Linked DNA regions of Mus musculus: regions 1, 2, 3, 4, 6 and 7 are each linked to region 5. Evidence: chromatin contacts called from public HiCAR-type, HiChIP or PLAC-seq and promoter capture Hi-C data. All regions are on one chromosome and are shown on one strand. Each heading gives the region's core, a stretch centred on a gene start, on an enhancer-like site or on the middle of the called end of the contact. The rest is flanking DNA. Distances are from core to core; before and after follow the strand shown. Region 1 has its middle 40 kb from the start of E130114P18Rik. Region 2 has its middle 34 kb from the start of E130114P18Rik. Region 3 has its middle 92 kb from the start of E130114P18Rik. Region 4 overlaps Nfia (nuclear factor I/A). Region 5 holds the start of Tm2d1 (TM2 domain containing 1). Region 6 holds the start of Nfia (nuclear factor I/A). Region 7 has its middle 73 kb from the start of E130114P18Rik.

Evidence for each region. Promoter capture Hi-C pulls out the DNA fragments that hold promoters and counts their contacts. HiCAR-type assays count read pairs that join an accessible place to other places. HiChIP or PLAC-seq counts read pairs in DNA pulled down with a chosen protein or histone mark.
Region 1: a contact with region 5 is called in an H3K27ac HiChIP or PLAC-seq map of thymic regulatory T cells, with 7 times the contacts expected there. The contact joins the enhancer-like site here to the promoter of Tm2d1 in region 5. A contact is called at or near these places in 2 of 39 promoter capture datasets (cranial neural crest and hippocampal neurons), 7 of 115 datasets of contacts at active chromatin or transcription factors (the NIH/3T3 cell line, bone marrow-derived dendritic cells, bone marrow-derived macrophages and 4 more) and 1 of 9 other capture datasets (liver).
Region 2: an H3K4me3 HiChIP or PLAC-seq map of embryonic forebrain shows a contact between it and region 5, with 6 times the contacts expected there. The contact joins the enhancer-like site here to the promoter of Tm2d1 in region 5. A contact is called at or near these places in 2 of 39 promoter capture datasets (cranial neural crest and hippocampal neurons) and 8 of 115 datasets of contacts at active chromatin or transcription factors (astrocytes, bone marrow-derived macrophages, cardiomyocytes and 4 more).
Region 3: a HiCAR-type map of astrocytes shows a contact between it and region 5, with 3 times the contacts expected there. The contact joins the enhancer-like site here to the promoter of Tm2d1 in region 5. A contact is called at or near these places in 5 of 39 promoter capture datasets (the 3T3-L1 cell line, cranial neural crest, hippocampal neurons and 2 more), 10 of 115 datasets of contacts at active chromatin or transcription factors (astrocytes, bone marrow-derived dendritic cells, bone marrow-derived macrophages and 6 more) and 2 of 9 other capture datasets (adipose tissue and pancreatic islet).
Region 4: an H3K4me3 HiChIP or PLAC-seq map of bone marrow-derived macrophages shows a contact between it and region 5, with 5 times the contacts expected there. The contact joins the enhancer-like site here to the promoter of Tm2d1 in region 5. A contact is called at or near these places in 6 of 39 promoter capture datasets (the 3T3-L1 cell line, the C10 cell line, embryonic stem cells and 2 more), 8 of 115 datasets of contacts at active chromatin or transcription factors (the NIH/3T3 cell line, bone marrow-derived dendritic cells, bone marrow-derived macrophages and 5 more) and 1 of 9 other capture datasets (adipose tissue).
Region 6: a contact with region 5 is called in a promoter capture Hi-C map of hematopoietic stem and progenitor cells. The contact joins the promoter of Nfia here to the promoter of Tm2d1 in region 5. A contact is called at or near these places in 14 of 39 promoter capture datasets (the C10 cell line, the HPC-7 cell line, cranial neural crest and 9 more), 1 of 15 datasets of contacts at CTCF or cohesin (the NIH/3T3 cell line), 20 of 484 Hi-C or Micro-C datasets (B cells, CD4 T cells, CD8 T cells and 13 more), 27 of 115 datasets of contacts at active chromatin or transcription factors (the SCID.adh cell line, bone marrow-derived macrophages, cardiomyocytes and 18 more) and 5 of 9 other capture datasets (adipose tissue, embryonic stem cells, liver and 2 more).
Region 7: a promoter capture Hi-C map of hippocampal neurons shows a contact between it and region 5, with 7 times the contacts expected there. The contact joins the enhancer-like site here to the promoter of Tm2d1 in region 5. A contact is called at or near these places in 5 of 39 promoter capture datasets (the 3T3-L1 cell line, cranial neural crest, hippocampal neurons and 2 more), 4 of 115 datasets of contacts at active chromatin or transcription factors (embryonic forebrain, forebrain, large pre-B cells and 1 more) and 1 of 9 other capture datasets (adipose tissue).

Annotation. Positions count from the first base shown.
Region 1 is chr4:97,542,916-97,545,647 of GRCm38.p6, reverse strand. No RefSeq gene overlaps it. Among named protein-coding and RNA genes, the nearest start is that of E130114P18Rik, 40 kb to the left of the region's middle. Within about 2 kb of position 1,372, at least 41 of the 459 cell types and tissues checked have an H3K27ac peak or open chromatin away from gene starts, as enhancers often do. A contact at or near this core is called in neural tube and thymic regulatory T cells, where this site is marked.
Region 2 is chr4:97,617,396-97,620,095 of GRCm38.p6, reverse strand. It overlaps a transcript of Nfia not described here. Among named protein-coding and RNA genes, the nearest start is that of E130114P18Rik, 34 kb to the right of the region's middle. Within about 2 kb of position 1,250, at least 90 of the 459 cell types and tissues checked have an H3K27ac peak or open chromatin away from gene starts, as enhancers often do. A contact at or near this core is called in astrocytes, embryonic forebrain and hippocampal neurons, where this site is marked.
Region 3 is chr4:97,674,930-97,677,629 of GRCm38.p6, reverse strand. It overlaps a transcript of Nfia not described here. Among named protein-coding and RNA genes, the nearest start is that of E130114P18Rik, 92 kb to the right of the region's middle. Within about 2 kb of position 1,434, at least 36 of the 459 cell types and tissues checked have an H3K27ac peak or open chromatin away from gene starts, as enhancers often do. A contact at or near this core is called in adipose tissue, astrocytes and forebrain, where this site is marked.
Region 4 is chr4:97,814,911-97,817,831 of GRCm38.p6, reverse strand. The region is part of intron 2 of Nfia (nuclear factor I/A); the gene reads right to left. Among named protein-coding and RNA genes, the nearest start is that of Nfia, 39 kb to the right of the region's middle. Within about 2 kb of position 1,536, at least 10 of the 459 cell types and tissues checked have an H3K27ac peak or open chromatin away from gene starts, as enhancers often do. A contact at or near this core is called in liver, where this site is marked.
Region 5 is chr4:98,381,998-98,384,697 of GRCm38.p6, reverse strand. Tm2d1 (TM2 domain containing 1) reads left to right here and starts at 1,433. Exons shown (of 7, transcript NM_053157.2): 1 at 1,433-1,628. The coding sequence starts at 1,462.
Region 6 is chr4:97,776,150-97,779,009 of GRCm38.p6, reverse strand. Nfia (nuclear factor I/A) reads right to left here and starts at 1,384. Exons shown (of 11, transcript NM_010905.3): 1 at 1,016-1,384. The coding sequence starts at 1,042. Gm38709 (a long non-coding RNA gene) reads left to right here and starts at 1,587. Exons shown (of 5, transcript XR_003955232.1): 1 at 1,587-1,981; 2 at 2,787-2,860.
Region 7 is chr4:97,656,311-97,659,138 of GRCm38.p6, reverse strand. It overlaps a transcript of Nfia not described here. Among named protein-coding and RNA genes, the nearest start is that of E130114P18Rik, 73 kb to the right of the region's middle. Within about 2 kb of position 1,373, at least 48 of the 459 cell types and tissues checked have an H3K27ac peak or open chromatin away from gene starts, as enhancers often do.

The sequences.
Region 1 (2,732 bases), core at 123-2,622, 840 kb after region 5:
GGACTTTTAACTCATCATTTAACTTGAATGGCTGGGTCATCATTTCCTCTCCTGACATGTGTGAGGTGTATGTGCTGTAATACAAGGGATATTTTTTTCCATGAACCTTAAACTTAGGGCTGCCAAGAAGAGGGCTATCAATGTGGAAATGCTCATCCTCCTCGCTAAAGCTCTTCATAGTCATCTCTGAAGAGAAAAGCATATGATGGCTGTTTAGAACACTTCTGGACACTGTTGTTGGTCCTTGATCCCTCTCTAGCATTTTGTAACATGTTTGATGGTGTCTTCATTGTATCTTTCCATCTGTGTAAAAGTGCATTTTTCTTAAGTTCTGAGGCAACTTTGAGGCTAGTATCTGTTCAACAGTGCCCAGAGGAAGATGTTAGGAAATGTATAATTTGAAATAACAGCTTGCCACTTGCTAAGTTCAAGACATGTTACCTCTCATTGTTTCGTTTCTGTTTATAACTCAGATTGTGGATTTCTCCATGAAAGATTATATTTATCACTTTTGACTTCCCAAGATAAAGAGAGAGTCTGACTCTAAAAGTGCATTGATAACAATTTGTCAGTGTTAATAGATGTGAAGACATGTTCAACTGGAGTATCCAGTTAGTATACTAAGCCTAGCCATATATACTGCTAGGACCACCTTATTTTATAGAGGAAGACACTGAGACCAGATTTGGAGTTAATGATTCAGAATCATGAAGCTCTGTGTTATCAGGAAGAAGGGGGAGATTTTTAGATGGATCTGTAACCCCCAGAGTAGTAGGTTACATAACAAAACGTTTTATATCTAAACAAGTCTTTGTTGCGATGAAATGCTATTAACTTTGACACATCAAATTTTAGAACTTCTTTGACTGTTGGTATTAGCAAAGGACAGCAGGCAGTTGGAAGGGTCCAGGGGCAAATTACTGCCTTCACTCAGTTCATCCCCTGCCTCAGGCTGCTAGTGCTTCCAATCTTTGGACACGTTCCACAAAATACTGTTTGGAAAACATGGCTGCATTGACCCTCCTTGTTGCCTTTATTAGCTCTATAAATAACTAAACAAATTAACAAAAGAAGAAAAGAAACACATAGGCACACACAAACAGATGCATATGCAGATACACACTTAGATGCACACACAAGCACACACACAGGCACACACACAGGCACACAAAAAGACACACAGAAACTCACACATACAGGCACACACACACACACACACACACACACACACACACACACAGACACTCACTTCGACTCTCTTCTGAGCAGGAAGCTTTATCCACTTGGTAACCCCAGTTGAGATCAGAGGAGTCAGTGTCGTTTTCAGGCAGCAGTACAAAGTGATCATTCTTGCCCTTTTGACTGAAGACAGAGCAGTGGGGTGGGTCTTGCAGGACACATCTGCAGGGCTGTATCTCACAGGAAGTGGTTCAGCTCTTCAGAGATAAGTTTCATTGGGGAACAAAGAGGGATTTTGTTCACCACTTTAAGAATGGAGCATTGAACCTGGACAGGGCTTCTCAGTTCCTGCAGCTGACAACAAGGCAAAACCAACCCAACCTGCTCCTTCCCCTTCTGAACACAGGCAGAGCGCTTGCCGGATGGCCCTCCTCTCCCCTCCAGAGGTCGAGATAGTTTCCCCTGCACTTTCTTATACAATTTCTGCTACCTCATCACGTTCTTTAGAATCAGGCTTGGACATTTACACTTGTGTCCGTTTGACACTTTTTCATCCTCTTCGGGAATCTGCATAACTCAGCCTGTTGAGAATAAGAGGCCCTAAATAGCAAGTGCCATTGCTAAGGGTTTGATTTAGCCCAGTTTGCTTCGACCAAAGTACCATAATGATACAAATACAGACAGGACTTTTTGTTGTTGTTTTGGGGGAAAGGACACTGTGAGTCAAGACAGACTTTGTGTCAATGTTCATCCAGATCTTCAGCTATAGGTTTGATTTTGACCTTGAATGATTTGCTAAGATCTTTGTACCTCCTAATTTTCAAGGCAGGAAGGAGTACTCCCATTTTCTATTTGGCAGCTCTAAAGCAGCATGTTCAAGTGTTTTGCCTGATGGCCCATGACAAGTGAATGCTAAGGATGTCTGCGTAGGGTTCCTTATGTGTTCCAGGGAAGCTGGACTGCTGGTGCAGCAAGCACATGATTCTCAGCCCTGCATCTCCATCTCAGCTTCAGAGGCACAGGTCGGAGCATATTTGACTTTGTGGAAACTATACATTTCCTGTGAGATAATGAGGTGTGGTATGGAGGCAGGCAGGATTTATATGGCAGTTAAATGTAGTTTGGTATCCAACGTATGATTGCATTATTCACCATGGCATAGCAAAGTTCACCTCTGCCCCCTCACTTTTGGCTGGATCAGCAGATGTGGACCACGATTAAGGAAGCACTGTCAGATATTTCTTTATAGTCTCATTTTCCTACTCACCATTGCCTGCAATGCCCTTGCCTGTGGGAAAAGTGACAAAATAAACAAGCCCTTTCAAACCAGCTTTCTTCTTCTTGCTTTTAGGGAGTGATTTAGGCATGTAGATTTGCCCTGGGGGAGAATTATCATCCTTGGCACAATGCTTGTGGGAATGGGTTTCCTAAGCAGACTGCTAGGCAAAGTCTTAGGTCTCAGATAGGAAAATGAAATCCTGTGATATCATTCATGTAGCTAGCAATAACAGCAGAAGGTTAATGCATACTGATATTCCTTTTGTTTTTTTTTG
Region 2 (2,700 bases), core at 1-2,500, 760 kb after region 5:
CCTATAGGGTTGCAGATCCCTTTAGCTCCTTGGCTACTTTCTCTAGCTCCTCCATTGGGAGCCCTATGATCCATCCATTAGCTGACTGTGAGCATCCACTTCTGTGTTTGCTAGGCCCCGGCATAGTCTCACAAGAGACAGCTACATCTGGGTCCTTTCAATAAAATCTTGCTAGTGTATGCAATGGTGTCAGCGTTTGGATGCTGATTATGGGGTGGATCCCTGGATATGGCAGTCTCTACATGGTCCATCCTTTTATCTCAGCTCCAAACTTTGTCTCTGTAACTCCTTCCATGGGTGTTTTGTTCCCAAATCTAAGGAGGGGCAAAGTGTCCACACTTCAGTCTTCATTCTTCTTGAGTTTCATGTGTTAATACAACTTGCCAGATGATTCAGTGTTGCTCGCTTGCTCGCCCTTCCTTCCTTCCTTCCTTCCTTCCTTCCTTCCTTCCTTCCTTCCTTCCTTCCTCCCTTCCTTCCTTCCTTCCTTCCTTCCCTCCTTCCCTCCTTCCCTCCTTCCTTCCCTCCCTCTCTGCCTTCCTTCCTTCCTTTCTCTCTCTCCCTCCTTCTGTCCTTCCTTCCCTCCCTCCCTCTCTTCCTTCCTGTCTGCCTTCTTTCTCTTTCCTTCTTTGTGGGTGGTGTGTATGTGTGTGTGTGTGAGAGAGAGAGAGAGGGGGGGAGGGAGAGAGAGGAGGGGGAGGGAGAGAGAGGGGGGGAGGGAGAGAGAGAGAGTATTTAGACATGTGCAGGAAGTCTCAGAATCTCTTGCAAAAACAGGATTAAAAGGAAAAAGGAAGGAAGAAAGAAAAAGTAGACCCCTCCCTCTCCAGGGAGACATTAGAGGAACAGTGAAGCCTGAGGGAAGTTTGAATGCCAAGAAAGCCTGTTTTGAGTCAGTAGGAAAGAGGCCAGTGTGGGCACCGTTGGGCAGCTGCGAGCTGCTGGCTCTATCCATTCAAAACCACTCTGGCAGAGGGGAAATGATCTTTCTTTTATCACTTTTTAAAAAGGAAGTTTAAAAAAACCGCAAAAGATGCAGAAACATACTGATGTCACTGAGAGGGGAGACCCAGGTCACCACCAACAGTGGGTGTCAGGGATCCCCCACCCCACAACCACAGCTCAGCTCTAAAAGGCGGCCCAGACAATAATCAGATGCCAAACCATGCGAAGTGCCCAGAGGCGACTCCAAAACACCCAGCCCACCAGCGGATAAAGGCTGCCAAGGAGCCAGATGCTGCAGCTTTAAAAATATCTTCCGCTGCTTGGCATCTGTAATCGCGGCTGCTGTCTCTTCTCCAGGAAGGAGCGGCCAGGCTGGGACAGCCGGGCAGGCGGCAGCAGTGCGCTTTTGCTAGGCGTAACCCAGAGCTCCAGAGTGCCTCTGGCCAGGCTGCCCACTTGGCCTTGTTAAATCACCTCCAGCATATGGTGAGAGACATCTGCCCAGGATCTGGACCTCACAGACAGGATGAGGAGGCTGGAACCAGCTTTCTGAGACTGAATGTTCAGGCTGAGCTTCCATAGGAAGCCAGGGGGCATTTCCAGGACTTGGATCTCCTTTGCACAGGGCTGAACTCTTAAAAAGAAGGATCCCTCTGGGTCATGCCACGATCAGTCTAGTTTCCTGAGACACCTGCTGATTTAGCCGTGAAACGGAGTAAAATTTATGCCTTGTGATTTGATGTGGGGAAGGATACTAACTCATTCTAAAGCATGCTTCTGCCCTTTGTGTTCCAGTTGAAGGAATCGCAGTTTTTCCATTAGAAAAGTCAGACAATCTTACCAACAGGTTGTAGTTTCAGGAGTCCCCAGAGATCTAGGTAGCACTTTTCCTGATTCTTGCTAAATGGCTGGCATTGATGAAATTTGTCTGACTAGGAATTGGGTCCCTTTGACACACTGAGATATAGCAAACCATCTGACTGAACTGGCAAATTTCTTCTTAGGCAGCAGTAGGGAGTTAATAAGCTATTTATGAGAGGAGCCAGAATCTTGCTTTAAAAAAACCTTCCCTTTGTCTCTCTTATCCAGTTTCTCCTTCTACCCAAAACATCAAATTATAAAGGCAAAACTGTGGTTTCTTTTCTATTTCATTTTAACCTTCAGATAGCACTTCATTGATTTATTTTATACTTCCCCGTTTAAAAAGGAGGGAGGATACAGTCCTTTTGATGAGGCAACAGCTCAGAACTGAAGCTGGGGGAGAAATCCATTCATGATTTAAGGAAGAAAGAGTCACAGGTATGCTTACAGACATGACCCTGTACACCACAAGAGCTGGGACAACCCTACTTTATCCTTGTGTATACAACATCATAATACAACATCATATCCTTGTATGACGGAGCATCTTTCCCAGAATGTATCTGGGTTTTCTTTTATAGTGACATCAATGGTCTACAAGTCAGTGGATGCTTGCAGCTGGCTTTTGGACCTTTATTCTCACCTGTCACCAATCCCAATGACACAGAGCTAACTTAAAGCCCCATCACTTCCAGGTTCCTCTCTAGTTGTGGGACAAATGGATGAATTATACCAAACAGTTTCTTCCATCTTCTGGCCACAGTTTTGGTTTAAGAATAGGCCCTAGGGTCAGTACAAATTAAAATGGAATGAATCTTGGAAGCTTTGCAGGGAACACTGAGATGATTCTTAGATAGAAATAGTGAAGTCACACAGGAGGAGTCCAAGGAAAAC
Region 3 (2,700 bases), core at 185-2,684, 710 kb after region 5:
GCCCAGAGACAGGTTATTTGATGTCTGGCAGTACCTGTCTAGACCATAGGCAGGGAAACTAAGAAAAGCTCTATTGGGTCTGTGGCAACAATATCCTGACTGGATAGCGATGTTCATCTTAGAGAGAGACTGGCTTCTGTCACCAATTTCCTCTCTGGAGAGCCAGGATCCATCTTGGTACTATCAGGGGAGGATTCAGTTCCCACAGAGGGGAGCAAGATCATTTTGGTGTGCTTTGGCCATTTATCTGTCATCTGTTTGTCCCTCAACCTTCTCTCCAGCTCTCATACCATCCAGAAATCTTTACTGGGATGTACTCTTTGTAATGGAGCATGATAAGTAGATTCATATGTTGCTTGACCCCAAGGATCTTGTGGGATCTTCCCGAGGAACACTGGGGTGGTACTGGAGTAAGGATGGATGCTGAAATGGTTTCTACAGAGATGGCGACTAAGGGAGATAGTTCAGAGAAACTGAGGCAGATGGCTCTGTCTGCTGCTTCTGTGCCTGCAGATGAGTGTCCTGGCTAGCCAGCTGCCCGCTGGCTCTGTCTGTCTCTTTGTGTGCTAATCAGTGGACCCATAGATGTTCCTCTTCCACAGGCAGCTTTCGACCTAGAGGTTGTGTCACGGTGTTGCCTGCCAATGGAGGTCACTTGGCCTGCTGAGATGCGCTGAGCCTACACACAGGACCTCATCTGCATGGGGAAGGTCAAATGAGGTTGAGCCCACTTCTCTCTCTCTCTCTCTCTCTCTCTCTCTCTCTCTCTCTCTCTCTCTCTCTCTCTCTCAAAGCCTTTTCTGCACAGGAACTGTCTCCTAGGGTGAGGAACAGAACAGCTTTGTGCTCTCCTTTGAGTGCTCACTGCAGGGAAAGCCCAGCCACAAGCTACAAAGTCGTCCAAGTTCAACCCCCAGACACAGTGTGCTGTGCTCAGAAATCACAAGGGAGGTAGGAAGGCTCAGAAGAAAATGCAGACAGGGGACCTTGAGGAGATGGGAGGGCAGTGAGCCGATTTTTCATGTCAGATTTTAAAGATCTTGTCAGAGTCTTCCTGTTTTTACATATAGAATTGGTAAGGTCCGTGTTTCACTCCTGCATTTTCTTTGAAATTTATCTTTGCTTCCCATCTAGCATGTATGTTGGGAAGAGGGACAAGGGTGTGTGTGTGTGTGTGTGTGTGTGTGTGTGTGTGTGTGTGTGTGTGTCAGAGCTGTTCTCTCCTTCTGGGGTTCATCTGCTTTTGAGAGCTGCTTGCTCTTCGCTGGCCACAGAAGAGTACCTGACATTCAGGCTACTGCCTTGAATATAATTGAATTGCTGGGATGTGCTAAACATTGCAGGGCTTTAAGCTGAAGATAATTTAATGATGTGGCCTTTAGGATTGTTAATTAGTACTGTCTGTATGAGCATGTAACAATAACACCACCTACTGTAAAGTGAATGTTCTACACTCAGAACACTCATTTCTTTAGGGCTTCCTGCAGAGACGTGTGCTCATTAACTCCTTTGATGACAAAGGCTTTTCCCCTTTTTGAGGGGTTCTGCAAGCTTTGGATTCTCACGGTCGGTCTCTAATCTCTCATTCTTCTGCGTAAAGCCATGACGCAGCTGGTGTGGGCAGGGGCATAGAGAACGGACACTCAGACCTATGCTAACCGTGACTTGATTGATCCTTCTCTGCTGGGCTGCCGGGACACTGTCGCTCTGGAGAACAGAGAGCAGAGAGGCTTAGGAGACGATGTGGAGAGAGTTAAGAGAGAATGCAGAGAAACTGGAATCCCGCGCTGTGTTAGTGTGAATGCAAACAGTGTGAAGGTACCTTGAAAGTTAAAAGCAGAACTGCCACGGGATCCAACACTTTCGGCCATTTATCCTAGAGGTTTGAAATCAGGATATCAGAGAGATATTAACCCTCCTTAGTTTACTACAGCCATATTCAAAGTGAGGAGGATGCAGAAATATCATGTCCCCCGAAAGACAAGTGGAAAAGAAGAGATTCGTATTCATGCAATGGGATGCTGTTTAGCCTTTAAAAGAAGGCTGTGAACCCTGAAAGCATTATGTTAAGTGAAATATATGTGATAAAGTGAGAAAGATTGCACAGTTCCACTCTTACAATATCTCAACATCAAATTCTTGTAATAAAACAGGAGATTGGTAGTTGCCACAAACAGTCTAGGAACCAAGCAAATGTCCGGTTGACAGTTCAATAGCATCAGTGTTCAGCTCATCAGGTGAGTGAGTTCTAGAGGTCGGCTATTCAACACTGTACCTATGCTCACTATATCTGACAATCCAAATGTGCCAATCTAGGGTAGGTCCCATGTCGAAGGTTCTCAGGGAAGGTGAGTGGGATTGCTCAGTGGTAGAGCACTAGCTCAGCCTGTAGGAGGCACTGGAACATTCACACACACATACATATATGTATGAATGAACATATAATGATATGTACAAATATATACAGAAATGAGCACATCCATGTATTCACATGCAAGATTAGAGAGGGAGAGAGGGGGAGAGAGAGGGGGAGGGAGAGGGGGAGGGAGAGGGGGCAGGGAGAGAGGGAGAGGGGGCAGGGAGAGAGGGAGAGGGAGAAGAGGAGGGGGAGGGGGAGGGGGAGGGAGAGGGAGAGGGAGAGATCTGGCCACTGAAGTCAAGGTGTTACTTGCACTTTCTTACCCCATTGGAGGAAATGGT
Region 4 (2,921 bases), core at 287-2,786, 570 kb after region 5:
AGTTGTCCCATCTTTTCAAAACACAGGCAAGGTGTCTTTCCTTTGTGGGGCCAGAGCTCATACACAGCACTCCAGTGTTCACTGATCATACTTCTGCCCAGCAAGACCTCGAAGAGGTCATGAGCACTGGGCAGAGCTTGCTCACCTTACAAGGCCTAGCTAAATGCATGACCTACAAAAATTCTCACATTTGCTCCCATAAAATGGTAGCTCAAGGATCCTGACAGCCAAGGCTCTAACGCACTGGGCACAGACTCAGACCTAAACCCCTCGCCTGTGCTGTCTCTGCCCTGCTGCACGGACTACCACAGCAAAAATTAATATCAACAATAACAACAAAAACCGTAGTGGCCCATTATTTAATTATCTTTCAAAACTCAATTGTTCTTCCCGTCACACTGAAAGGACTCTCTCTCTCTCCAACAGAACACATAGGTTAGACTGAAGGAGAAGGGAGTTATTTCACCTAGTATGAAATAATCTGATTTAAAAAAAAAAAGGATGGTAAAACAGAAAGGTTTTACACATGCAAATCCATCCTTGTACACAATTTCAATTCTCTTATGCTCATGATCTATATTCCTGCTCTCCAGATGGGCCATCCGCTTAACACCAATGCCAGGAACAGCTTGTGTATTGTTTGTTTAAAACAAAGATGATGGATTAAATATCATATGCAATGTGAGTAAAGAGGTTAAGGTTAATACCACTGGTTCTGAAATATATGATAAATTAAGCCCGTATAGTGTTGCTCAAGTAGATGCACATAAATAAAGATTTAATTTCATTTTTCATAGTCACAAGAGGAAGCATGCATTCATCTAGAATATGGAGTCTTTCCATGGCTCCAGATTTATTCTTGTTCTAAGGCATCATTACCCTCCAAATTACACAGACTTATGTCATTTCACTGAAACACTCATTCACCCATCACAGGCCCAGATCCAACACTAACACGTTTGTCTTAAAATTATGCCAAAATGAGCAAACTTGAGATTCTTTCACCTATATTTGAGTAATCTGCAAATTTTCTCGAAGAAACCCCCCAAACCCTACTATTTCTATGTGCACTATAGAAAGAAAAGAAATCACAGTGCAAGTGTCTTCCTACCCTCTGCAGTGTTCCATCAAGCTGCCCACAGAGGAGTTGCTGACAATGGAATAGCTTGTGTCAGGACCAGTTCCACAGCAGTAGCTTCTTGCCTTGACTACTGACTGACTTTGACCTCATAACCACATGCAGTCTCCATTAGAAGAATTATTTAAGAGAAAAGAACAAACATTTAGAAACCAGAATGGAAGGACTGAACAAAACAGAAAGATAATTCCTTAAAGGGATTGTGCTGATAGGATATCATATAAGAAGATTATCAGCAGCAGGAAAGCGCTGAGTAGTACAGAATCTCACAGAGATGGCTCAAAAAAGAGATGGCAGCATGAGAATGTCCCATGTCTCATATACACACACCAAACAGAGAAGTGAGGGGTTCACTTGGAGCAGCCAAAACACAGCCCAAACCTAGAAAGAGTTCTACTAGGGCCACCAGTCCTACCAACTGGTTAGATTGAAACTTTATTTAAGCTGGAATTTGGCCCTCCACAGTTGCACCACAGTGAGAAAATATTTAAAGAAAGATATTTTGCAATTCCCATGTTTGGAGTGAGTAATGAAATCCATAGTGCTTGCTACTTATGTTGTCTTGATGTTGGTTCATGACATCCATATAAAATGTCAGGACAAAGAAGCAGATAGATTGTCTCTAGTGAGACTATAAACAACCCTGTGTAAACTCTGGGACATATTCAAGTTGGTTAAAAACTTCAAACTATAACAACTTCACTGCCAAAAGCACAATCAATCCAATAATTGCAGATTACTTTTTTTTCAGATTACAATGCTCGATTGCAATTTTCTCTTACATGTTTTTACCGAAAATAGATTAACAAGCATCATACAAACATCCAAAGAAAGGGAGACTGTCATACAGATTATTCTCATTATTAACATAAACAACTAGAAGTACATCATGAGTAAAGTCCATTCACAATTACAAAACACATATCTCATCCAGGTCGTGGGATCTAAATTTTGGATTAAATGGAACTTAAGGTCCCTCACAACTAGGACATTCTATGATTCCAAGCCTATGGCTACCCATTTGTTTCCTAGAATCTTTCCTGTGATGGGCGGTGATGCTGGTCTCCCTTTAGAGTATCTTTCCACCTTCATATTAACCCACTGCAATGACACACACTCACGAAAATGAAATTCTATAACTTTAAAACTGAAAGACAGTGTGAAGGAAGCAAAGTCCAAACTCATTCCATGTCACCTCTGACTTCTGAGGTCTAGGTGGTAAACATTTCTTCTTACCAAGATACTATCGAGTACATTCATGCTTCCAAACAAGTTAGATTAAGAATTCCTCTTTGCGTTGATAGGATACTGGCGATCTGGTCACACACTATTGAACATAACTTGGTCCGCTCTGTGTAACATGGTATCTACTGTGCACATGATGGAACCTAATGTGCATGTGATGGTGCTGAGCAAGAAAGGTTCTTTCATTTTGAAATCTATTTACAGAGTGAAAATTCTTCACCCCATGAAGTGAACTCTGTTTGTGTTGAGTGTATAGTCATCACTTCCTGTGAATGAAGTAAAAATAGAATCCAAATGAGTAGAAAAGTGTCTTCATGTTCAATGAAAACTAATTCCAGGGGAGAAAGTGGAAGTGCATGTACATAATGTGTGCATGTGTGCATGTGCAAAGGTGTGTAATGTGTGCATGTGTGTGTGTGTGTGTGTGTGTGTGTAATACTTCTGTTTTCTTGTTTATAAATTTTACTCCATATAAGTTTTACTTGTTTTTGAGGAGAGAGTTTTGGGTAAACATTTCTGACCATAGTAGGTAATTTCT
Region 5 (2,700 bases), core at 184-2,683:
CAATTCAAGAGTCAATTTTCTGTCCATGGGATGCAGGGGACTATGTCCAGGGACTTGTGCTTGCTAGGCAACTCTACCACTATCCCAGCTCAGGAGTCAAAAGTTTTATAGTTTCATTGCTGTCTTACAGAATCCTTTTAATTCTTTTAAATTTACATATTGTGGAAGAGAATAAAGATAATCACTAAAGCCATAAAATAGATCCAGTAATGGGATTAATCAGCAAAGCATCAGCAGTTCTAAGTAATTGTTTTAAATCTGTATTAAAATTGATACACAGATCAGCAGTATTCTTGCACTCAGCAGGAAACCATCTAATTCTATCATAATTTCAATAATCCTGAGGCACAGAATTGCTTCCTTTAGTCCTTTGGGTTTATGTTGTATTTTAAAAAATCACTAGAACATTCTGAGTCCAAGTAGTAGTTAAGTGGAAAGGTTCTTTTATCATTGTGTAAGATGTATAACTGATATTCTGTCTTTTTCAATATTTATTTTTATTTTATGCATGTGAGTGTTTTGTCTGCTATTTCCACCTTGTGGGTCCCAGGGATTGAATTCATTTGTCAGGCAGAGCAACAAAGGATTTTACCCATGGAGCCAAATATGTGCATAGAGCTTGAGAAGGCTAGAAGGGGACCTTCAATCTGGAACTGGAATTACAGGGCTTTAGCCAATACATGGGTGCTAGGAACCTAACCTGGTTCTCTGTAAGACCAGCAAGTGTTCTCAACTCCTAAGCCATCTCTTCAGCCCAATATTCTGTCCTCGAACACTTGTCCACTATATAATGTCTACAGCAATCTAGAATTGCACTTGGGTCACTTCTAGATAGTCTAAATCTAAATTCTTCCAACCCTAGGGAAACCCTCATCCTTTAGAGCCTCCAGGATCAACACTGGTGCCCACCAGGAGCTGGGGCTCATCAGAAGGAGCAGTTTCTGTCTCCTTGTGAGGGTTCTCAGGGAAGCTACTAGAGAAGACTCCCAAACGTGTATTTTTTTATATAATTATTCAGTTTTTTAAAAAGTGTGTGTGTATGTGAAAATCCGTTTTTTTTTTTCCATCATGTGGGTTCCAGGGATTGAATTTAAATAATTTTCAGGCTCCGGAACAAGTGCCTTTACACTCTGAGCAGTCTCCCTGGGACATGGGCATGTTTTTATTATTATTATTATTATTATTATTATTATTATTAAAGTTTCCATGCTTGCTTTGGCAGTACATATACTAAAATTGGAACGATACAGAGATTAAGATGGTCCCTGCTCAAAGATAACAAGCGAACATATTTAAACAACAACAACAACAACCCTCGAAAACCTCGCTGATGTAGCTGTGCCAAGTTATCCTAGGGAGTAGCCTTTAGAAGCCCTAAGCTGCGCCACGGTTGCCAGGCCCCTTTAAGGCCCTTCCTTCTCTAGGAGGCGGAACCGGAAGCGCGAGGACGCGGTGCCCAACATGGCGGCCGCCTGGCCCGCGGGTCGGGCTTCCCCAGCGGCGGGGCCTCCGGGCCTTCTCCGCACCCTGTGGCTCGTGACGGTCGCCGCGGGACACTGTGGGGCTGCTGCCTCTGGCGCTGTCGGGGGCGAGGAGACACCCAAGTGTGAGGACCTCAGGGTGGGACAATATCCTCCGGAAAGCCGCCGTTCTCAGGCGGTCAGCTGGACCCCGGGCTGTGGGATGGGGACCGTGGCCTCCGCTGTGGCTCTAGTGACCATTGGACCCCGGGAGGTGAGGAGGGCTGTGGGGACGAAGGGCGAGCACCGTGGGCTTTCCCTGGACCGATCAGTGGTTGGCACTTCCTTCTCCGATTGACCATGGATTTTACCGGCTTGCCCACTTACTCACACACACACACACACACACACACATCTAGGTTGTGTCCCAGACACAAAAGATGCGAAAATTGTTCGACGCGTTCCTGAAAGTTTGCAGGTGTTGAGGGAGACAAGTAATTACTAGTGAACCAATGCATGTGTCTCACTTGTCATTAACGTAACATATATCACCTACAGCCATCCTCAGATGGCTTCACTTTGTGATTTTAGACAACTTATTATTATGTTTTAAAATTAGAGATCCTCTTGGATGTTTTAAAATGTAATATTTGTATTAGTTCTTTGTGAGAATTTCACCCAGTGGATTTTGATCATATTCAACCTCAAACTCCTTCTACATTGTCTTCCCTCCCACTCCCCCTTAACCTCGACCCCTACCACACACACTTAAAAAAAAAAAAGAAAACTAACACAGGGAGTCAGATATGTGCTGTTCATATCTACAGTGGTATGGGGCTATTCGCTGAAGCATGGTTGCCTTACCTGGGACTTAAACCTATGACTCTCTAACTTAGCAGCCATCAACTGGCCATAGTTAGGGGTGGGGGCTTTTGAATGAGCAAATAATTTAAGTCTAAAACATACTTATACCAGTGACTACCAACTTAAGGGAGCATTTATGCTAATTTAATTACCACAACAGTTTCGTTGGGTGTTTATTTACAGATGAGAAATCTGATTTAGGAATGGGTGAACTGTCTTATTACATTAGCGCACCGCAGAGCAACAAGGTGAAATTCGTGTTATACTCAAAAAACTATGTTTGAACAAAACTTTGGGTACTGACACAGTGCCTCAGACATTTGTGTACAGATCCTCAAACCTGCAGAAGCAAGAAAGAGTCTTAAGAAAAATCTTA
Region 6 (2,860 bases), core at 135-2,634, 610 kb after region 5:
CGCAAATCACTCTGACTTTATGCCTTTTAGTCAGAGAAAATAAATAATATATTCAAACGGGACCAGATCCGGAGCCGCAAAATAGCAGTGTTTCCTTGCTGCTGGTGCAGACTCGACCGGGAGGGATGGGCTGGGAGGCTCGGGCAGGAGGGGCAGGCGGAGGGGCACCAGGCCCCACGCCGCGAGTGGGGCTGCAGGGAAAGTTGCCGGGTCCTGCTGGCTGAGCCGCCCGGGGCTTGCCTAGGCGGCGGCGGCGGCGGGGCAGCCGACTCGGGCCCTGGCCGCCGCTCGCCCTCGAGCCGGAGTCCCACTCCGCCCGCAGCGGCCCAGCCCGGCCCGACCCGCGGCCTTGGCGGCTCTGTGGCCTCCGCGGCGTGGGCTCGCCAGACCCCGAAACTTTCGCCTGGGGGTCGCGGGCAGGAGGCAAGGACAGCAAGGTCCCGGGCCGGCGCGGGGAGTGCGTCTCCGCAGCCCACGGACTAAGGCTAGCACTGCCCGCCCGCCGCGTCCGAGGGGCGCTGCCCGGGCCGGCCCGCAAAGCTGGCACAAAACAAAAGTAAGAGTTCGGGGCGTCGGCGGGGGGCGCGGCGGCGCGGGAGGACCCCGGCAGCCAGGGCGCCCCGGGTGCAGCCGGCGTGCGGGGCTTGCGGGGCTCAGCCGCCCCTCCCTGGAGCGGAGGAATCGCGGGCACCGCGCTCCGCGCCGCAGCCGCCAGAGTCCAGATTGCAGCGTGTCAGGGGCTGCAGCCGCGGACACACGTGCGGGGCGCCCGCAAGCCCCGGCGGAGCTCCGCAGTCCGGCGCCCCGATATTAATTAACGCATTAATAAGAGGGCGCCATTAGCCATGTGCCCACACAAATGGCCGAGCAGGAGGAATGCACCCGCATGGAAACAAAGTTACTTTCTTAAAGCTGCAGCCCCCCCCCCCGCACACGCGCGCGCACACACAGAAACACGCGCAGACACGGCTCCCGCCGAGGCACACGGCCGCCCCGCGCCCCCGCAGCTGCTTACCTGGGTGAGACAGAGCGGAGAATACATAACTGCCGGGCGGCGGGGGGTGCGTGCACGTCTGTGTGCGGGCTGGAGGTGTGCGTGAGTGTGGGTGCGAGAGGGAGAGAGAGGAGGAGAGAGCTAGGAGGGGGGGAGGAATAAAAAATCAAGCCTGCTTCTTGCGTTCACATTTCCAACTCGGCTCAACTGCAGCAGCCAGCGCTCTTGCCGCTCCACGCGCTGAACTTTAACCCCGCCTAGAGTTTCCCTACACTCCACTATACTGTCTACTGTACGCGGGCGTTAAAGGCATAGCGCACCCTTTCCCGCTCCCGCGCCGGCCGGCCGGGTGCCCGCGAGCTGCCCGCGCGCCCGCCTGCGCCGCGTTCTGCACCGCACCGCACGGCCGCCGCCCGCTCGCGCCGCCGCCGCGGGGGTGTGGGGGTGGGGTGGGGTGGGGGTGGGGGGGCGGGGTGGGGGGGAGCCGGGTGGGGGAGGGGCGGCTGCGGCGCTGACACCGGTCCCCAGCCTGCAGGGCCGCCCGCCCGCCCGCCGCTCGCTCCGCGCTCGCTGCCTCCCGCGGCCCCCCGCCCCCCGCCCCGCTCGGCGCGGTCCCCGGGAACGCGGCGCGGAGCGGTTTTTTCAGCGTGTCCTCCGGGCGGCTATAGGCTGCCACAGGATGTGCTTAAGCAAACAAAACTACTTTTCCTCCTCCCCATCCCCCCACCCGCGCCGCAGCCCTCCGCGGACGTCGGGAGAGGATTGGGGCAACTTTGTCGGGGCGCCCCGCACCCCCGTGGGCCGCGGGTTGGGCTCCCTAGGAACCCCAGAGAAGGGCGCGCGTTACATTTGCATGTATGCAAATTTCTTGTAAAAAATCAGACCTTCTAGGTAACTTTTCCTCCCTTCCTCTGAAATGCGGTAAAGCTCAAAAGCATTGTAATCTCTCCTGCGAAGCTTTCTATGGGAATAGTATCGTCGGGAGAGGTAATATGCACAAAAGCCTGCTAACTTTTCAGCTACGACTCTATAGCAGTCAGAATCTGGGGGTGGGGGGGATAGGAAGATCACCCCAAAGATTCCCCAGATTGCGGGGGAGGAGGTGTCTGGAGAAAGCAAGGAGGAGAGTCATGAGCGAACGCTCTTCTCTCCCAGAACCCAGGAGCTGGTGGGTTTAAACACAAACGCCCAAAAAAGTTCTGTCACGTCAGAAACAACAGTGGTTTAGCTGGGACATTTTTCTGTATACTGAGAAGGAAAACTGTGAAAGGGTTGCCCCCTTAGGAAAGAGATATGTTTGTATCCCCAAATGGGAGCCCAGGACTAACATCTGAGTCCCTGTTCCCCAGACACACTCTTCAAGGGTGCGTCTTTGTGGATCCCAACTTTTCCCTTCCCCAGGTAATAGTTCTCAAGATGGAAAAGAGCTTCCTGCAATTATTTTAGGTTTGCTAAAGTATTGTTTTGGCAGAAGGGGGGGGGGTGGTTTTAGGGTTTGGCACATTGCCAACAAGCCTGCTCTTCCAGCTTTCTTTTTCTTCTGTCCTTCCCTCCTTCCTTCCCTCTTTCTTTTCTTTCTTTCTTTCTCTCTTTCTTTCTCTCTTTCTTTCTTTCTTTCTTTCTTTCTTCCTTAAAAAAAAAAAAACTCAACACTTTCTCTCTAGACTCTCTTTTCTTCTAGAGGGGGAAAAAGTATACCTGTCTCCTCCAAACTCTCATTTTCTCCTCCTCCTCTCCCTCCTGAAGTTTTGCAGCCTTCTGTATTTACCTACCCTTCTTTAAAACTCCCCAGATTCCGACGCTGGCACACAGACTGGGAATCCGCTCCCTGGTGGAGATGACAGGACTAGAGTCTGCAGGCATGCC
Region 7 (2,828 bases), core at 124-2,623, 730 kb after region 5:
TGGATTGGGTCTGGATGGGGCTGGCTGGATGATGGGTTGCTGGGAAGTTGCAGGGTAAGCGCTGGCCAACAGCAGGAGCCTGGCTGATTTTAGACTAAATTTTATATTCCCTCACATGTCCATGCCATGAGCTAATAGTTATTTTTATCACATCCCTGTTTCCTCAGTGGACACTTCTGGTATGGAATACCACCTCCTGGGTTCTGATTCGGAGAATCGTCCAGGATGTCAGTCTTGGGTAATACCATCCTATTTAGTTTTTTTCCCCCCACCCAGGTATAGACTATGGGCAAACCACTACACAGTACGGAACCCTTCAGGGCCCAAGATAATAGACTGATGGCTTAAAGATCCCTGCCCCTACAGTCCAGATACTTTTGTTATACAAATGTGCTCTAGAAATGATTTATTTCTGCCCCCCCCTTTGCTTTTGGACAAACACCAAGCTTCACCTACCTCTTCTTCTGGAAGAAAGCTGAGCTCCTTCAGTGAAGGTCTACCTGCTACAGGATTCCTTATCTAAGGGGTTTTGAGAATGAGTGATGCTATGCTCATCTAATATGTGGGAAAATAAATACAAAGCAGAGATTGCTTCATAGCTCATAAATGCAGGAACAGTACTCAAACGTGGCTAATCCTAAACTACCATCCCAAGGGATGTCACTTGGGGATGACCCCAGTGTTAAGAGGAGCAGGAAGAGAGTGAGAAGTTGTCTTTGGAAAAGTCAGAAAGGATCATTTACATCTACTTTTGCACTATCTCACTCTTCCTTAGCAACCCTCTTATGGGATGGGGCCCCGGGGAAAATGACTGTCCTGGGATCTTCCTGGCAGTATCTATCCAGCAAGTCTAGGACTCCCTTTTGGGTCACTTTGGTTCTAAAGCTGATTGTTTGATTTCGGCTCATCCTATACCATTTCCCAGTACTCACTTAAAATAGAGTCACATTCCAAAAGAGCCGTGAGAGTTTGTGTATGCCCTCAGAACAATTCTCATACCCAGTTTTCCACATGAAGCAGCTCAGGTTTCCTGTGCAGAGCTAGGGAGAGTAAAGGAAGTGGGGACATAGGTCTCCCATGCAGAGCTTCAGCAAATACTCCAAGTCACTTGCTTAATATATTAAACTTATATACACATACAACACACACACACACACACACACACACACACACACACACACACACACACACACACACATACACATACACACACACACACACACACACACACACACACACACACGAGTCTTTTGCAGTTGTGGTTAAAGGTAATTTAAAATATGTTCCAGATGTGGCTAGCGGGCAGTTAGGCAGGTCTACAGGCATGGGGAAGCCCCACCATGTGTGTACTCAGCACCCCAGGCTGCTTCAGGAAGTGGGTCTATAGACTCAAAGGTAACAAGCTTCCTTTCCCCTCTGGCTGGAGGAAATGGGATGGGGCGTGGAGCTGCAGCTGTTTTGAACTGGCTGGCTGGGAGGTGGAGCTCTACTCTTCCTGATTCTTCTATATATGGTACAGCTGGTGCTTTTGGAGTTAGACTTGGGTATTCTGAAGCAGTAAACTTGATCTTCTAAATAACTTGATTCCTCTAAATCTCAATATTCTTCTCTGTAAAATGGGGACCATCATTTGCCCTTGAAGAGTTTTTTTCTGAAATAAAAGATGAACTGTGCAAAGAACCTAGAACAGGAAACTAAACTATCATGTCATTATTTCTGGATAGGAATAATAAAACCAAGAGCTTTTAGCCTTTTTCCTTTAACAGTTCCCAAGTCCTAAAAGAAAATGGATCCCAAAGAATATTTTTAACTTCCCTCAGTCATGCCGACAGAGGTGAATGCCAATTGCTCTCCATGAAGAGGAGGTAGCAAGGGTATGATGGGGGATATAGAGGTTGCAGGGAGAGGAGAGAGACATCAGCAGCTGTGGAGAAGGGGAACTTGGGAGTTGCAGAGATATTTGCAAGGATGCATTACAGGAGGCTGTGCTTGGCTATGTGAAATGTCTTCCCTTCACCTCCATCTAGACCCTGTACTTCCAGGTTAGGGTTTGTCATTCCCGTTAATGACAAGCCCAACAACTCAAAGGTGGAGCCAAGTAGTTCAGTCTTCTTTATGTTACTTTCAAGAGTCTCTATATTGTGTATGGGTGTTCCACATTCTCCTGCGGTTGATCAGTACACATGAGGTCATTTCTGACTGTTGCTATGAGGGTACCTGATCTGGAGTAAAAAGAATCATTTACCTCCTGTCTACCTGGAACAGATCTGACAATGACCTCCAGATCCACCCCAGGGAAGGCTGAGGCGAGTCTTGAAGGTTGATATGGGATATGACACATATGCACATGAGATCATATTGGGATCTCTAGACTCATCCTTGGTCCCGACCTTGGCCACTTCCTGTGGTCTCTCTACGCTTCAGGTTTTTTAAATGAGAGGCAGCAGTGCTGACTGCTGGGTTGTTTAGAAGAGAACTATTGTCCAAAGTGTTTCATTAATGATGCTGTGCTGGAAATGCCAGCTCTCCTGCCACCACCTCTCACTGCTTACAGATTTTAGTATTGATCTTGGATAGATTAAAGAAAAAAATGGAGTGTTTATATTAAACACCATATAGGACATAGAGACTTTTAATGTCCTGTAACACTCATTTCCAGTAAGGAGAAAATGCAAGGCTTTCTGAAATGAAACACTCTTCTGAGGCAGTTATTTGAACTTAATTTTACTACCTGCCTTGTGTAGACAGGGCTTTTCTATGGGGAGTAAATGACTCACCCCGCAAGCTTTTCCAACAACAGTGAAAAGTTATAGCTATTTGATTTCCCC